Linked DNA regions of Gossypium hirsutum: region 1 is linked to region 2. A link is a contact called in public Hi-C data. All regions are on one chromosome and are shown on one strand. The core of a region is the stretch at or near the end of the contact, and the rest is flanking DNA. Distances in the headings are between cores, read along the strand shown. Region 1 has its middle 16 kb from the start of LOC107946428. Region 2 holds the start of LOC107946426 (alpha-xylosidase 1).

Region 1 (2,835 bases), core at 26-2,525, 83 kb before region 2:
TTATATTAATTTTTTAAAAATCGACAAACCTAGTATGTACCTGTGTCTATAAAAAAACTAACAATACAGATAAAAAAATTGGTACGTTACTGAGTTCCTTATTCGAAGCAAAGACATCTCACATTGTCCAAATCTAAATTTAAGGCAGATAAAGTATTACAATTTACCCATTCAGAAGAGATTCGGCACGGCACCACCCAACACACAGGACCATGCCCCAATTACCACATAATTATACTCTTGTTTCTAATCTTTCACTATCTCAAATATGTAAGATTTGCGCCTATCTCCACTGCAACTCATTTTTTACAGCACACGTGAGACCTAATTTGTGCAAAATAAGAAAAAAAAATCAATTTTCATCACTATTCCCACTTTAGCAACAAAATCAATTGATTTATACCGTGTTTGGTCAAGGCTCGCAAGCATCTTTCAGTTCAAATTTCTACTCCACATTGTATGTTATAACTTCCTTTAATAAAAAAAATTCTAACACAAACCCCAACAAGAGCTAAAAAAAATTTACAAATCGGCTACGACTACCTAGCGTATAGCTTGGTTTGCTATCTTTCTTCTCTCTTGTTTTTTTGGATTTTAAGTTTGGATTTTTACTCCACCGACAAAGTTTCAAATAGCCATAGCTGACCAGAAATATCAGAGGAATCGTAATAGACATCGGAATACTTCAATAGTCCATCATATACAACGGTGCCATCATTGAAATTATCAACGAATCCAAACTCGAAAGAATCATAGTTAGGGTTCTATTCCTCGAACCCATACGAATCATCGATTCCCGAGGAGTTTGAGTCAACTCGCACAAAATCGGTCACTTCGGACCTTCCCTTAGTATCAGTTGTGGGAGCCGTTTGGGAAGGCAGACCAGGTTCATCATCTGAAACCTCAAGAAGGTAACCAAGATTTGGTTGTAAGTCACCGAAATCTGAAGTGAGATCCACAATCGGCATAGATTCCGTCGAAGTCACGGGATGACTTCCATTTCTTCTTTAAAACTCTTCATTACAGATGCAAGGTCATGATTAAGAGGCAAGGAATCTGAATCATTAAGAAATAAATCATCTCTGAGTCTCTTCACATCATCCCTAGCCCACTTCTTGCTATTTAACTCATCCATTAAAATGGAAAAAAGAATAGAATGAGGTTTAGGTGGTAGAGAGAGTTAGGAATAAAGCAACGTGAAGGAGGGAGATTGAGGTGGAGAGAGAGGGGTGGGGGACAGGAGGTTATATAATGAGACCGAAGTAGAGAAAAAAAGGCAGGGAGAGTTAGGGATGATAGAGATGCAAGCGCATGGGGAAGCAAATTCATAAGTCATCACGGGGCTCTTACTTTTTCCTTTTTTTTTTTAATTTATCGGGGGATTTACTAATTAGCCAAGTCCAGTTTCCAATTTGGAATCTATTAAATGGATTTGAAGTCCATGCTTGAGATCCGGTCAAATGGGACCCAGAATCCTTGTAACACCTTTTACCTATATTCGTCGTCAGAATAGGGTACGAGGCATTACCGGAGTTTTTTGAATTAATTTTTTCGTTATTACGAATCAAATACATAGATATCAAACCAAATCAACCAATCCAATTCAACATATTTTCAAGATAGATTTACGCATATCCCTCATCACATACCAAAACTAGGATTTGATAACCATACCAATGGCTAACTTTACATTCATTTTACATTAACATTCACTTTATCAACTTATACACGCCATTGATTCCAAAATAAAGTTTCTTGATATACCAAAATGTTGAAGTTGATATTGTGATGTGTCTCCGACCGAATTCGACCTCCGAGCTCTAATACTATGAATCAGGGAAAAAGGAAACAGGGTAAGCACGTTGTGCTTAGTAAGCTCATGTAACAAGAATTATACTTACCTAATATTTTTAATACAATACAATAAATATTCATACATCCATTCAATTTACCATTTACCTATCACACAAAAACTCAACCAAAACATTAATCAGATAACATTATATGAGTTCAATACAAATATTAATGATTGATGAGCTCATCAATTCCATGTTTTCTATTACCCTTATTATTTCACATATTTATCCCATTAAATTTCTTAAAATTTCGATGGATTTTCAGAGGTACGCTTTTAGCGTACTATTCCGGGTCTATAAATTCATATTCATTGCGCACATTTCCATTTCAAAGAGCACACTCCCGCGAACCTCATCCTTACAGCGGGATTACCAGTCTAGGCTAAATCTCCTATAATATAAACTTATAGAGTGTTGTCAGGATTAACAGTCCATGCTAAATTCCCTGCAACGACAATTTACTCTAATGAGCTTGGATCTGAATTACTAGTCCAAGCTAAATTCAGACCCTAATTTGGATTGCTCGTCCAAGCTAAATCCATTTTACATATATTCTTCGGGAGGGCTATATCAGGATAGGATCACCCGTCCGGGCTAGATCTTTTTTTTTTACCGTCAATTCCTTTTTAAAGATCCATCGAATTTTCCTTTCATTCAACCGAGATTTCTTCCCATTTTTATCAAATATATCAATGTCACATCAATTTTCATACAATGAACATTTAAATCATATTCACATTAATAACATACATTTCAAGCATTTAAGAATATAATTTAGGTTACACGAATTTACCTTGATACTTGTTCGTTTACAAAAATCTACTAATCCCGAAATTTTTCCTCTCCTCGATCTAGCTTCATATTTGAATTTTCTGGATCTAAATAAAAAATTTAATCATTAATTTAATACATTTCATGTTCATATGTAACATTCTCTATAATTCCACTATTATTTATAGTTCACTCAAAGCTGTCTACT
Region 2 (2,898 bases), core at 172-2,671:
TTGCTTCTTTTCAGTGCTTAGAGTTCCGAGGTGTGAGTCGAAAACGCCAGAGAACAAACTTAAGGAGATGAAGCAATGACAGTATCATAATCCAATTGGAAAGGGGCAGTGAAGTTAAAATTAAAGTTGGGGGTTATATTACAAATATTTTAATCATATATTAATTTCTCCATGTAATGACAGTGCCGTATATCTAATTTACGAGGCAAACAAGAGTGGGATCCCAAGATACTGGATTTAACTTCATTTTCCAGTGCTTTTCCCCCTACAATCTCTTAATCTTCTTACAAGATTCACCATGTTGTTCCCAATTCTCGATTATCATAAAATTAAAATGCTTGTTATCTTTATTCTAACGGATTATATAGTTAAGTATAGATGCAAAATGTCTAATATTTGAAAGACATACTAAATAATTAGAAAGAGAAAAAGCGTCCATTCATCCTTCATAAACCCATGCCCATGCCCTTGAAAAGACAAAATAGAATCAGATTACAGTGATAATGTGGACATACTTGGGGTACGTAATGACATGATTTAAGGGTCACGAGCCCTTATCGGTTACTACAATACCAATTTTTCTTCTTGCATCCTTACTCATTTGTCATCAAAGTACAATAACAAGAACAATATCAATGAATTTGTTGATTCAAGAAATTGGGACCACCTCCTTATAATTTAATCTTCCCAATATTTTTCTTGAGGATAACTTCTTCTAGGACTGAAATGATGCCTATTTTTCAATGGACATTTTAATATATAAATGCTTGAATTGTTTGACCCTTATGCTTAAGAAAACACTGCCACCGACTTCATAATCTTTATTAAAATAAAATTTAAGTTTAGCATATTAGCTATGGATAACTAATATACAAGCAAGAAAGCAGGGGTTTTTAACCCTCCTAACTTGTGGTTGTTTTAATTGTAAATTAGATGAAGATGTTTCTTCATCCTCATTTAATATTAGTAAATAGGTTTCAACAGCAAGATTCCTATCTATGAATACCTGATTTATGAGCGTAGAAGAAAAGGTGTTTCCTTTCCCCCTTCTTTTTATAAAATATATTTGATCTCTCAGGAACTGAACAAACTTGAAAGCCCATCTATGACCATGGATTGCATTGGATTCTAGCTACTCCAACTCTATCACCATTTCTCTACTAATTGTAACATATCATGATTTTGCTTGGGGGTGTTACTGAGACCAGTAAAGCAGAATATAACAAAGATATCTCCATGTCTTCATTTGATGAATCTACGACATTATCAACCAAAGTCGTTGATAGAAATGGGACCACTCTTGGTTGAAAAAAGATTTTATGATCAAAACAGGGAGAGGCATCTGGTCCACAGACCATCATCATCACGTGTCTAAGACCACCCTATTCATGCATCAAACGACTGCCACTTCTTTCATTCAGTGACTCCTATTCCTATGTAGTCCTTTTTAACACTCTTTGCTCCTCACTCTTCTCTTTGCTCTCTGCTTTGTTTGAGTAATGTTCTCTCCAACTTACCTACTTTCTTCGAGTTCCCTCTACGTTCTTCTGGTTTTATTATCATGTTTCTATGGAGGGTTTTCATCTGCCCCCACTAAGATTGGAAAAGGGTACCGTTTGATCTCAGCTGAAGAGACCCCTGATGGTGGCTTTCTGGGTCACCTTCAGGTCAAGCAAAAGAACAACATATATGGTCCTGATATTCCTCTCTTGCAACTCTATGTCAAGTAAGTTACCAGTCTAGTTTTACTCTTAATCTTTGCCTCTTTTGCATTTACATTCCTCTTAATAAAAAATTTCTTCCTTTTTTTTCCCTTCTTCTAAAGGCATGAGACGGAAGATCGTTTGAGGGTACACATAACAGATGCTGAGAAGCAGAGATGGGAAGTTCCGTACAATCTTTTACCAAGGGAACAACCACCCGCATTGAAGCAAACGATTGGGAGATCAAGAAAGAACCCTTTAACAGTGTCGGAGCTTGCAGGGTCTGAGCTCATATTCAGCTTCATAGCCGACCCTTTTAGCTTTGCGGTGAAAAGGAAATCAAATGGGCAGACCCTTTTCAATTCCAGCTCTGGAGGGTCGGACTCATTCGGAGAAATGGTGTTTAAGGATCAGTACTTGGAGATATCCACACAGTTGCCTAAAGATGCTTCACTGTATGGACTTGGAGAGAACACTCAACCGCATGGCATCAAGCTGTATCCCAATGACCCTTACACATTGTACACAACCGATGTGTCAGCTATTAACCTCAACACTGATTTGTACGGATCCCACCCTGTTTACATGGACTTGAGGAATGTGGGTGGTCAGCCATTTGCACATGCTGTTCTCTTGTTGAACAGCAATGGCATGGATGTGTTTTACAGAGGGAATTCATTGACGTATAAGATAATAGGTGGTGTTTTTGACTTTTACTTCTTTTCCGGGCCCACTCCCCTTGGCTTTGTTGATCAGTACACCTCTTTTATCGGCAGGCCCGCTCCCATGCCTTACTGGTCTCTAGGTATGCTTTCGTTTTCTCACTTGCATTGCATTACGTTTAACGTTTTCATATTTTGTTCAAGTATTTGTTTATGTTCTTCACTGTGGATATTATGTTGGGTTTAACACAAAAAGGTCTCAAGCTAAATCTAATGGCATTGACTCAAAAACAATCTTTTATGATATGACCAATATTTCCTTTTTTATATGGGAAAGGTTAGATTTTGATGATAAATGTAGCATTAAATAAATCCATAATTTTGAATCATAATACGGCAATATGTGGGTGTAAGACAACACGACAGATTTTAAACGTAATGAGGAGGGACGATTAAGAGATGTAGGGAAACTTGGGCCACTTGATTCATCTGTTGGCTAATGTAGATTAATCAGGTTGGGCGAAGGTAGAAAA

Evidence for each region. Hi-C and Micro-C count contacts between places; a contact is called where the count stands out from the background.
Region 1: a Hi-C map of leaf shows a contact between it and region 2, with 4 times the contacts expected there. The contact joins the enhancer-like site here to the promoter of LOC107946426 in region 2. A contact is called at or near these places in 16 of 34 Hi-C or Micro-C datasets (fibers, hypocotyl, leaf and 2 more).

The regions. Positions count from the first base shown.
Region 1 is chrD12:51,196,706-51,199,540 of Gossypium_hirsutum_v2.1, reverse strand. No RefSeq gene overlaps it. Among protein-coding and RNA genes, the nearest start is that of LOC107946428, 16 kb to the left of the region's middle. Within about 2 kb of position 1,275, at least 9 of the 9 cell types and tissues checked have an H3K27ac peak or open chromatin away from gene starts, as enhancers often do. A contact at or near this core is called in fibers, hypocotyl, leaf and 1 more, where this site is marked.
Region 2 is chrD12:51,113,729-51,116,626 of Gossypium_hirsutum_v2.1, reverse strand. LOC107946426 (alpha-xylosidase 1) reads left to right here and starts at 1,421. Exons shown (of 3, transcript XM_016880747.2): 1 at 1,421-1,726; 2 at 1,826-2,508. The coding sequence starts at 1,500.